Linked DNA regions of Mus musculus: regions 2, 3 and 4 are each linked to region 1. A link is a contact called in public HiChIP or PLAC-seq data. All regions are on one chromosome and are shown on one strand. The core of a region is the stretch at or near the end of the contact, and the rest is flanking DNA. Distances in the headings are between cores, read along the strand shown.

Region 1 (2,724 bases), core at 49-2,548:
GCATATGACATAGGACAGGCTTCTCATACTGGGCTTTTTCCCCACAGGGTCTTAAATAATTGAATTCTTTAATATCAGGTTCAATGAAATTGTGGACACAGGGAAAGTCTGGAAATTTCTTGGTGTCTACATATATTGTAGATTAAAAGAATTTTAAGACCGTTACAGTTTCTTTCCCATGTATTTTCAGGGAGAGTGGGGTATTAGTATAAACACAGAATTCTAGCAAACTCCAGCAAACTACTGGTTTTCTATGAAGTTAAAAATCACCATGGACTTAGGAAAACTTGCATTTTTCCTACTTGTCTACTGCAGTGGGAATCTGGCTCTGATGTTTAGTAAATGACTCTCAGTAAGTGTTTTTAAATTTTCAAATTAGAAATAAGAGTTTCTGATTGATGGAGCATGGCTATGCAGTCATGTGATTTATGGGCCATGTCACTTATTTATATATCTGGAAGTGACTGATTTATTCATCTACAGAGTTGCTTCCAAGTCATGCAACTGCTTTGTGACCATGACTGATTTAGAATCTCAGGAGAGGATGAATAGCTTACACACTTGATTTATAAGTTGTATTACTGACTTATAATTCCTCCAGTGGAGGCAGGAGCCAGTGCTTTTATACCTGGGAGCATAAATATCCATTTTATTAATAAAATAAGATTGATTTATTCAGCTTGTTTGTATACATAGAGTTTAAGTTTAAGCTGTAGCCATCTCCCTGGCTCCCAAGTGGATTCTTTCTCGGGGATGTAGATTATGTGATCACAGATTAGTATGGAAACTTTGACTGAATACTGTGTTGTGCCCTCTGACCAAGATGAATTCTTTTTTACTTCATTTTCCTTTTAGGGTCAAAATACATAAAGTTTCTCGTGTCCTACCCATCATTCCATATTTACCGTTTTCATCTTGCTTTGTCATTGTTTTGTTTTGTTAGAAATCATAATTATTGACTTGGAGTTTTAGTTGTCACTTTGGGGATCTAGTATTTAGTCTCAGTGTGGTCTTGTGAGTATGACGGCTGGGTACAGGGTGCAGGGCCATCTTGTGGGAGCTGGTGCCAGTCACTGAGGGCACTGGGTCACTTGAAACTGTTGTTTTGTATTCTTAAAATGGATGGTGACTGAGCTTGTAAGCAAAGCAAAATAACATTTCCTTCCCAGCCTTTGATGGCCTTACCACGTACGTTCAAATTTGTCCTTGATTTCTGAGTTTTATTGGTGACTCATAGCATGCATTTCATGGTTGAAGGGAATCTCTGTGGCTTTTCAGCAGTACTCATGAGCAACAGAGCCATCCTTTAGAACTCTGAGCCCACTCACTTCATTCTGATACTAGAGATGATCGTGCTGTCTTCTAATGTAACTTCCTGCTGCTTTTTTCCTTTGGGGCCCAAAACTGTAACAAGGAGGGTTTCACAACCTATAGGTCAAGAAAACTGTCTAAGCTTCAAACAGCTTGGAAGGTTTCTTTTCTTCCACATTTAAGGGAGACACTTTCTTTTCAGATCTTCCACAACCCCCAAGTTTCAGGTTTGGTGAACTCTTGAAAATAAAGAAATATGAGAGATTTTATAGAAACCAGGATTTCCCCAGATCTATTTGTTTGTTATGAGAATTTCACGAAAGCTATTTAATGAATACAAGATGAATAGAATTGATTTTTCTAAGATGCTTTCTAAACTTTTTATGAGTTGTGAGGATATGCCAGTATATGCATTTCATCTCATACCATTTTATCATAGCAAGTATTAATAAAAAATGGAACACAAAGATGTGAAAGAATACCTAAAATATTAAATAGAATCATTAGTAGAAATACTTAAAGTATATATTACAAAATTTATGTCAAAACTGTAGTGTATTCTTTGCTTACCTGAAGGAAATAATTGTTCTCATAGTACTGAATATGAGAGTTTATAGATCATTATTCTTGCTAGCCCCAACTTAGAAGTAACCAAATGTCCATAAATAAATTATGAGATGTCTCTACAAAGCAACTGCATTGTGTTGAATAAAACAAATTGAAGTTTGATACACTGACAACAAGAATGAATTGGCCTATTATGCTGAATATGAAAGGCAGATCCAGAAAGTATATGCAGTAGTGTGTCACTCATGTGAACATTCAAAAGGGCTAAAGATGCTCTATAGTGATATAGTTGTTCAGTCACTGTCTAGGGTTATAGGATGGAATACTTAAAAGGAGAAGAGAGATTTTTTTTTTTGAGTGATGAAAATACATCTAATCTGATTAGGATGATGATCACAGAAGGTAACCAATTTGTTACAACTCACAAAACACTAATGCGTCCACCACAATGAAAGTCTAAATAAAAGAAGCAACCGATGACCAAAAAAAATGATGCCGGTCCTCTTAGTTAAAATTTTCAAGTATTTAAAGTTAAAAATACATTATAAAAGAGCTGATGCTAAGGTTTGGTGCTAGACAGGATTGTAATAAAAACATCAAGGAAGTTTAATAGCAACTCTGTTTCAGTGCCTTGTGGACTCAGGTTGTTTATATAGTAACTCAAAGAGTGATTTTGTAGGTATGATTACTTCTTCTCTAAAAATTTCTGTCTTTCTGTATAAAATCAGCTGCTGTAGTATTAAAATCATGAATGGAATTCCTCCCTCAAACACTTTAGCCACACTTCATGCTTTCTAAGAACTATTACCTCCATAACTCAAGGGATGCCATTCCCGGGAATGATAT
Region 2 (2,745 bases), core at 80-2,579, 200 kb after region 1:
ATTTGCCAATATCACAGGCGTTGTGAGAGAGAGATATTTTGATTTTGTTGTTGTTTTTAGGAGGCAAGTTCAAGTACAAAGTTTACTGTGGAGCTTTCTTTGCATCTTGAATTTCCTTGTGTGTTTGGTAACTTTACCTAGCATCCATTAGTTCATAGGTTGAAACTTGGGCCTTCAACTTTATGTCAATGACTTCTAGTCTGCTATGAATGCACTAGAGATTGCCAGTTAACAATCACTGGTTGCTAACTGTGGTACCCAAAGAAAATCACAGTTGGTACCTTCCTCATGGGGGTCTGTGCACCCAGTAAGAGCTCCAGCTGTAGATACCCCGACAAAGAAGCCTGTTTAAACCAGTATTCTAATACCTAATCAATCAGAAAGTTCAAAGCATACAGTCCTCCCACTTAAGAGTGTCGGGGGAGGGCTGTTACTGCACCATCTCAGAGCCGGAAATTCTTGCTTCCTCTACAAGCAGCCATCTGGATCCACTATTACTAAAGGACACAGATCCAATTACAAACATGTATTTGTGAAGGAAACTTACAGTATCTTTGAAAGGAGTCTCTCGTACTTGAAGTCAAGGTCTGCTGAAGTTTACCTGTTAGAAATCAACTTAGGTTAAAAAAAAAGAGAGAGAGAGAGATACCTCAAGATAGAAAGAAAGTGAGAATAAAGGAGAAATGCAAATAAAATAGATCTCTTGGCTTTTTTCCTTATTCAAACTCTTAAATCTATTGAGAATGTTGGAAATTTTTCTTTGCTTACAGCATCCCCTTTCTTTCCTTCTTTCTCTCTCTCTCTCTCTTTCTTTCTTTCTTTCTTTCTTTCTTTCTTTCTTTCTTTCTTTCTTTCTTTCTTTCTTTCTCCTCTTCCCTCCCTCCCTCCCTCCCTCCCTCCCTCCCTCCCTCCCTCCCTCCCTCCCTTCCTTCCTTCCTTCCTTCTTTCTTTTCTTTCTGTCTTTCTTTCTTATTTTTTATTCGATATTTTCTTCATTTACATTTAAAATGTTATCCCCCTTTCCTAGTTTCCTCTCTGAACGTCTCCTATACCCTCCCCCTGACCAAAGTCCCCAACGTACCCACTCCCGCATCCTGGCCCTGGCATTCCCCTGTACTGGGGCATATAATCTTCGCAAGACCAAGGGCTTCTCCTCCCATTGATGGCCAAAGGAAATGACTGTAGCATGTAATCTTTCATAACAGAGAAAATGATCAAACTCAGGTTAGAAAGCAAGGAAAAGATGAAAGCTTTGAAAGACTTAGAACTTTGCTGACGTACAGACTGAGGCTGGGAAAGGCTAAGAGGCAGGAAGTGCTGTTGCTATTGCTTCTGAGGTTGTATTTCATAGTTTCCACTTTGGTTAACTGGAAGGAAACTGGGTGATTGGGGGTAGTTGTGTTATCGATCACATCAGTTTTCTGCTTTGTTTCTATTTTTTTCTTAAAGCATTACTCTTTTCTATGCAGGAAGGTCTAGGAATCATTAACCTACCATATTGTATGCCACAATCAAATGCTTTGCTACAAAGATGGGGAATATTGAAATTGGCACTGGTGGATGTCATCCTTAAGTCACAGAGGGAGTTGTAAATGTAGTCTTAGAGATCAGACGTTCAGAGGAAACCAAATATCATCTATGATCCTTGTTTCTAGACTCAGAGTTGCTCCACTACGAGGATTCTCATAGCACATTTGCATAAATACACAATTTTTCATAGAGAGGTTTACCATTTTTAAAATACATACAACCCGACTGATTTGATTTTCAAAAAGTGCTTCCATCAAGATTATTTTTTAAAAAAACAAAACAAAAGAAGAACTGACACTTGCGATGTAGGTCCTGTGATGTCCTGTCACTGGACAGGACACTGAATCAATCAGCTCCTGTCTGCATGAAGTTCATGGTCAGTGCTATGACCTGGACATGCAGATGAAGATGAATTCCATCACATCTGAGGGATACCAGCCCCCAAAACTCTCAACGAACTGTTCTCAATGGATTTACCTTTGTCTTATGTGAGGTTTTCAAGCTTGCTGAGGACTGAGCTATTACGAAATATTGAATAGATGTTTAATAAATATTTCTAGATTAGTATATATCAGACTGATAACTCTAATTCAGTGCAACTCACATTAATACTAAGGAAACCTGCTTGTCAGTGAGCCAGAAATGACAGCTACCTAGGCTAATATAAAACCTCAATGTCAGTCCTATGAACTCAGTATAAAAGTAATCTCATGGATTTCTGCCCAGTATTATTAGATCAGTGAAAAGAAAAGTTTGTGGCATCTGAAAGAAACAGTCCCTACTTTACAGACATGCTATGTAAAGAACAAACATCTATAGTCATTCTGAAGATAGCAACATGAAGAAAGCTTCAGCGTTTTTTTTTTTTTTAATTGGATATTTTATTTATTTACATTTCAAATGTTATCCCCTCTCCGGGTTTCCATCTGCAACCCTCCTATTCCATCCCCCTTTACCCTGCTTCTCTGAGGGTGCTCCCCAACTCACCTACCCACTCCTGCCTCACTGCCCTAGCATTTCTCTACATTAGGGCGTCGAGCCTTCACAGAACCAGGGCCTCCCCTCCCATTGTTGCCAGATAAGGCCTCTTCAACTCCTTCAGTCCTTTCCCTAATCCCTCCATTGGGGTCCCTGTGCTTAGTCTGATGTTTGTCTGTGAGCTTCCACATCTGTATTGGTCAGCATCTGGCAGAGCCTCCAGTGTATTTAAGGTCA
Region 3 (2,700 bases), core at 168-2,667, 130 kb before region 1:
TCACTCCTGAAATTACTGACATGTGGTAGAAAATGTGACCTTTTTCATAAAACTGCAAGTGTGTCTCAGATAAGTCAATTAACTTGCAAGATCTGTCATTGCTTAAGTTGTATCACAAGGTTTGCCCAAAGTTTGTTCAAGGCGTTCATGTTCTTGCTATTCCAGCTTTGGCTATCAGAAAAGATGAATTGTTCCTTACTCCCAGCTTCCCAGTTCGTCACCTAAAAGCCACATGTGGCTGCTGAACACAAAAGAGATGGCTAAGGCTACTTGGGAAATGCTTCTTAAATTTCGCTTAATTACAATTAAGTAGGATTAAAACTGTATATCTATGTACTGGCTGCCACACTACCCAGGGTGGTCTTCATGATCTCTTTCCTCTCGCCCCTTAAGCAACATGCAAAGAGCACTTTATGAAACAATTTAGTAATGAACTCAATTGTTAAATAAACTCAGCTTTAAGCAAATTAAATTATCTCTCATTAGTTGATCCTTTAATTCAATATAAAGTGGTATTTCTAAGTAATAATATCCTGTCATTTCTGATGAAGAACTTTAAACGTTATTGTTTTAAGGTATTTTCCTAGTTGCTTCATTTCTTGAATTTCCTTTTAAATTGATTTTAAAATGTAAACACTTTAAATCATATGCCACAATATTTTCATCTCTGACCTTCTCTTCCTCGATGTTTCTACATCCTAAAAATGTGAAGTCAGGTTTCAATGTCAAAAATGTGTGGGAATGCATTGAGTATTTTCACTGAGCATGTGTTAGGGACAGATTCATAAATCCTAACTGAGGACTTGAGTTAAAGATGAAGTGAAGTCAAAAGAGGCTGAGATTAACATCATACTTCCTGGTCTGGACAAACAGTCTAAGACATGGACCTCTCAGTAATACGGTAAGAATAACCCAAGGTCTTGCAAAATGAAGTTCCGCCACAGGTTAAAGGTCTTCAGCCAAGGTCTTTTATAAACCAGTGCCCCAATATAAGCACTGGCAGCTTAATAAGGTGGAGACCATGAAATAATCTTTTCTGACCTTCCTATACTCCCTAAGCCAAACTTTAGTACTCGTGGCTACTTCCAGATTTCATCTAAGTCTGACGCTCCTCTTGGGAGCGCGGAAGGACGGCATTTGGATTTCTGAGAATGGGCAAATGACTCTACTGCTCTTTCTCTTTTGTTTCTGGGGTTGACCGAAGTCATCTTGAGACTCCCTTCTTCTCTTCCTGGCTTATTCAACCTCCAGAGTCTGGAGTTCCCCCAGGAAGACCTGGTGAGGGAGAGCTGTGTGTCCCTGCTACCATAGTCTCACACCAGATGAAGAGTTTCTGTTATGCAGATGTCTCTAGTTCTTACAGATGTGGTTCAGGGCCACATTTACGAAGTTATTAGACTCTGCTTGCTGGGAGTAGCTTGCTGCCAACCACAACAAGGCCTTCTTTTGTGTTCTCTGATCTGACAGACTGCCTGGAAACAGCCTCATCCTCACAGCTTTCAGTATTTAATCAACATTTTCAAGCGGTAGTGCCTTCCAGATTTCTGATGTAGGATCTATAACATTTTTCTTTCAAAAGTGCACTCATGGTGGCTCTGGGAAATACAAGGTTGATTGTCGTATATTTTTGGAATAAAACATTTAAAAACAGATACAATATATACACAGTTTAAAAAATAGAGTTTGGGGTTGGAGAGATGTCGGTGCATTTAAGAACTCTTGTTGCTCTTCCAGAGGACCTGAGTTCAGTTCCTAGCATCTACATACTAGTTACCTCTAAGTTCAGCTCCAGGATACCTGGCAATCTCTTTGGATCTCCATTGATACATTTGCTCACATGTACAGACCCATAGACATACACACAAATACCTCAATTGAAAAAAATTATTTTAAATATGTGGAATTGTAAAGCACTAATGTGGGTCTTTTCTCTGTTGTTTATTATGCTATGAGGATCTGGAGATATAATACATTTCAGCAATTTAAATGTTGTAAGTTCTACAAAACACAGAGCCTAAGATGTGTGGCACAACAGAGCATTATGGTAAAATTCAAAACTACTACTAAACTCAATATAATCTAGCCAACATTGACAGCAACCTATTTCACTATCGAGTTAAGTTTTCATTATCAATCACTTTAACTTTCAAGAAACTTAAGAAAATTAACAATAAGAATTATTTGTCTCAATAAGCATTCTACTGAAAGACAATGTCACAGTATAACTGACAAAAATCTGAAAGATCTTGAGAATAGACTATTGTTACCTAGGAAGTTTTTGATGTATGCTTTTGTCTTAACTATATAAGTAAACTTTAAGGTCTGGGATGTTTCTCATTCGGTGAGTGCTTACCTACCATGTGTACAGTACATATATGTATACATGCACGCGCGCACACATGCACACACACACATGATGTACACACACAACTTAAAAACATTATATGCATAACATTAGAAATAAGTTTAATTTAATGAAAATAAATAAATTGAAAATGTAGAAAACAGTAAATTTTAGTAAGAAATTATCAAACTTCAGTACTTTCTTAGGAAGTATAATACAACATTGACTTCTGGTTTTTGGGTCTTTTAAAAAATACTTTCTCACATAACCCAGGCTGCCCTGAGAGAGTCTCTATGTAGCTGATGCCCTCAAGCTTCGGATATTCCTGCTTTCCCCTCTCCTATCCTGGGATCACA
Region 4 (2,700 bases), core at 92-2,591, 130 kb after region 1:
TGGACGACTAGGCCATCTTCTGATACATATGCAGCTAGAGACACGAGCTCTGGAGGGGGGGGGGCTACTGATTAGTTCATATTATTGTTCTACCTATAATGGTAAGAAGCAGTTGTGAGAATTACTACTAGGAAGTATCAATGTGAAAAGGCAAAAAGCAATAACCCTGGTGAGTTTCTCTAGAACTGTGTCAATGCTTGAAATAGTTCAACAAACTATAGAACACTTCTAACTATGTTTGTGTGAGATCTTTCTCATATGCAAGGTGTCAAAGTGGAAATTAAAACAAACAAACAAAACCATTAGAAATTCCATCCTGCTTACTGTGTAAGTACATTCTGTGACCTTGAGAGATCAAGATCACATGGTATGTATTCACAGTATAACATCAGCAGCTGGGGGAGCAGAAGACATTGTTATATCCTCATGCTACCTGTAAACTTCATTTTAGAGACTTCTACTCAGGGGGAGTGAGATTCTTGACTGAGGTTAAAAAAAAAAGAATTTCAGGATAAGTCAATAGGAAGCAGAGTTGAAATTTATTAGGAAGAAAGTTTAATATAGATTTAAGCATATGGATTAATACATACTTAAGAAAATACACACCTAAGAGTCATACATAAATGTTTTAAGAGCCATATACATAATGTTGGTGTTTTGGGTGGCTTCTGAAGTCACATTGTTTAAAGGATTTCTGAAAGAACTAATTTTTGTTGCTGTTCTTTGTTTTGTAAATAAGTTATTGGGTGATTTCTGGGGAGCATTTGTTAAAGGAGGGTTCACAAACATGGAGGGGGGGCTAACACATGCCTTCTAATGTAAATGGAGTTTATGTTGCTTGTGAGGTTGTAACAAAATTGTAGGCTTATGGTTTGTGAAAGAGGAAAGTCTATACTTGATAATATACTCTCTGGCCAAAAGCATGGTTAATTAATATTTTAATATTCCCACTAGAACTATCTTTCTATAAATGAGATACTATATTTCCCATAGACAAAATCACAGCAGTGTTTGTTAATTGTGCTGGAAGTTTTATTCCTAGCTTGTGACAGACTTCAACCAGACTCCTGGGCAGGAATCTCCTTTTTCTTCTGTATTCTCTTCTATTTTTTTTTCATCTTCCTATTCTGAGTCTGTCATCATAAGTCTGTTTATTCATCACTTATTCATGGTTTCCTCCACAATTTTGGTTTTCTGAGGTCAACCATGGTTTAAAAGTGATAAATGTCAAGTTCTAGATATATTTTGTGAGTTTTGAATTCTGTGTGGTTCTAACTAGCATGATGAAATCTTATACCATTTTGCTCCACTAGCCAAGGGCCTGCACCAGGTCTTTGTTCAAATTCACACTTTACAAACATCTTCCCTGTTAGTCACTAAGTAGCTGTCTTGGGTGGCAGGTTGACCACTGTGGTTTCACAAGGCTCAGGTTCAAATGACTATGATGTACTTGGTATAGCCCACCTGTATGTTGTAGCACTACTGAAGAGAGAGAGAAAGAGAGAGAGAGAGAGAGAGAGAGAGAGAGAGAGAGAGAGAGAGAGAGAATATCACATATCTGTTAACAGAGATTACTGTTGTAACTATTCAATGTCACTTTTATTAATTACTATTACTCACTTACTACATCTAAATACTAATCCTTATTATAGATATTAGGTTACAGAAAAAGACATTATGAGTAGTAGTATCTGGTAATATTTACAGTTTTGGATAATACTGGAATCTTGCAACATATTGCCCGTAGATAAGGAGTATACAGTACATCAATTCCATGTACTAAAATTCTGCTTGATAGTTTTGGAGTAATCTAGAAAATATGAAACTACACATTTTGAAGATCTTTGAATGACACCACCCAAAGGAATATTGCTTTGGAGAAATCATATGTGCAGAGTGTCTCATAATTACTGGCAAGACGTGGTGAGTATCTTCTGCCAGTAAGATGGTTCTATTTTGGAGGCTATCAGATGTAACAACAAATTTGGAACAGAATAGACACAGTGGAGAAATTGCATCTTGAACAATCCTCTTGGGACCACTAATGATAAGCAAATATTATTTTACTGGAGACCAACTAAAAGCTTCAAGATAAATTTATCACATTTATGGGAGATCATCACCAATTTATAGTATTGTAAAATGCTAGGATCACTTTTTGATGTGATGACTGCTTTACTAAAGAACAAATATTTTGTCATGTGCAAAAAACCAAAGGGCTTCATTATAACTGGATTTTGACTAGCACTTAGTAGGTCCTTCATAAGTGCTAATTTATTTAAGTATTTTTCCCGTTGTTCAATTAATAATGAAGATGTAGTTGAGGGTAGAGCAGAGGCACTTGATGTTAGAATTGCATAGGTATAGATTGTGGGCCATTAATCTTGGTTGATTATTGATGCATCTAGTTATTATTTAGAAAAGGAAAAAAGCATAGGACATATTAGACCTAAGTGCTATTTTCTTAAACTGAGTATTTATAAATAATAATTCATAAACATCATAGACTTACTAATTTATAGATAAACATGAAAATATTCAATCTTGAATTTCTATTTTATATGTATATTCAAATGCACACATGTATACACATATATTTATGGTTATATCATTCTATCTATCTATCTATCTATCTATCTATCTATCTATCTATAATTTACCTTACAAGATCATAAGAATAATTTATAGTTACAGTCATAA

What was found. HiChIP or PLAC-seq counts read pairs in DNA pulled down with a chosen protein or histone mark.
Region 2: a contact with region 1 is called in a CTCF HiChIP or PLAC-seq map of CD8 T cells, with 8 read pairs. The contact joins two enhancer-like sites. A contact is called at or near these places in 2 of 15 datasets of contacts at CTCF or cohesin (CD8 T cells and the NIH/3T3 cell line) and 1 of 115 datasets of contacts at active chromatin or transcription factors (CD8 T cells).
Region 3: a contact with region 1 is called in a BATF HiChIP or PLAC-seq map of CD8 T cells, with 11 read pairs. The contact joins two enhancer-like sites. A contact is called at or near these places in 2 of 484 Hi-C or Micro-C datasets (Th1 cells and nephron progenitors) and 1 of 115 datasets of contacts at active chromatin or transcription factors (CD8 T cells).
Region 4: a contact with region 1 is called in a BATF HiChIP or PLAC-seq map of CD8 T cells, with 29 read pairs. The contact joins two enhancer-like sites. A contact is called at or near these places in 1 of 15 datasets of contacts at CTCF or cohesin (CD8 T cells) and 2 of 115 datasets of contacts at active chromatin or transcription factors (CD8 T cells and T-cell acute lymphoblastic leukemia).

The regions. Positions count from the first base shown.
Region 1 is chr16:51,876,960-51,879,683 of GRCm38.p6, reverse strand. No RefSeq gene overlaps it. Among named protein-coding and RNA genes, the nearest start is that of Gm29686, 110 kb to the left of the region's middle. Within about 2 kb of position 1,298, at least 7 of the 459 cell types and tissues checked have an H3K27ac peak or open chromatin away from gene starts, as enhancers often do. A contact at or near this core is called in CD8 T cells and Th1 cells, where this site is marked.
Region 2 is chr16:51,673,860-51,676,604 of GRCm38.p6, reverse strand. No RefSeq gene overlaps it. Among named protein-coding and RNA genes, the nearest start is that of Gm29686, 310 kb to the left of the region's middle. Within about 2 kb of position 1,329, at least 36 of the 459 cell types and tissues checked have an H3K27ac peak or open chromatin away from gene starts, as enhancers often do. A contact at or near this core is called in CD8 T cells, where this site is marked.
Region 3 is chr16:52,005,903-52,008,602 of GRCm38.p6, reverse strand. No RefSeq gene overlaps it. Among named protein-coding and RNA genes, the nearest start is that of Gm29686, 20 kb to the right of the region's middle. Within about 2 kb of position 1,417, at least 31 of the 459 cell types and tissues checked have an H3K27ac peak or open chromatin away from gene starts, as enhancers often do. A contact at or near this core is called in CD8 T cells and Th1 cells, where this site is marked.
Region 4 is chr16:51,745,927-51,748,626 of GRCm38.p6, reverse strand. No RefSeq gene overlaps it. Among named protein-coding and RNA genes, the nearest start is that of Gm29686, 240 kb to the left of the region's middle. Within about 2 kb of position 1,341, at least 4 of the 459 cell types and tissues checked have an H3K27ac peak or open chromatin away from gene starts, as enhancers often do. A contact at or near this core is called in CD8 T cells, where this site is marked.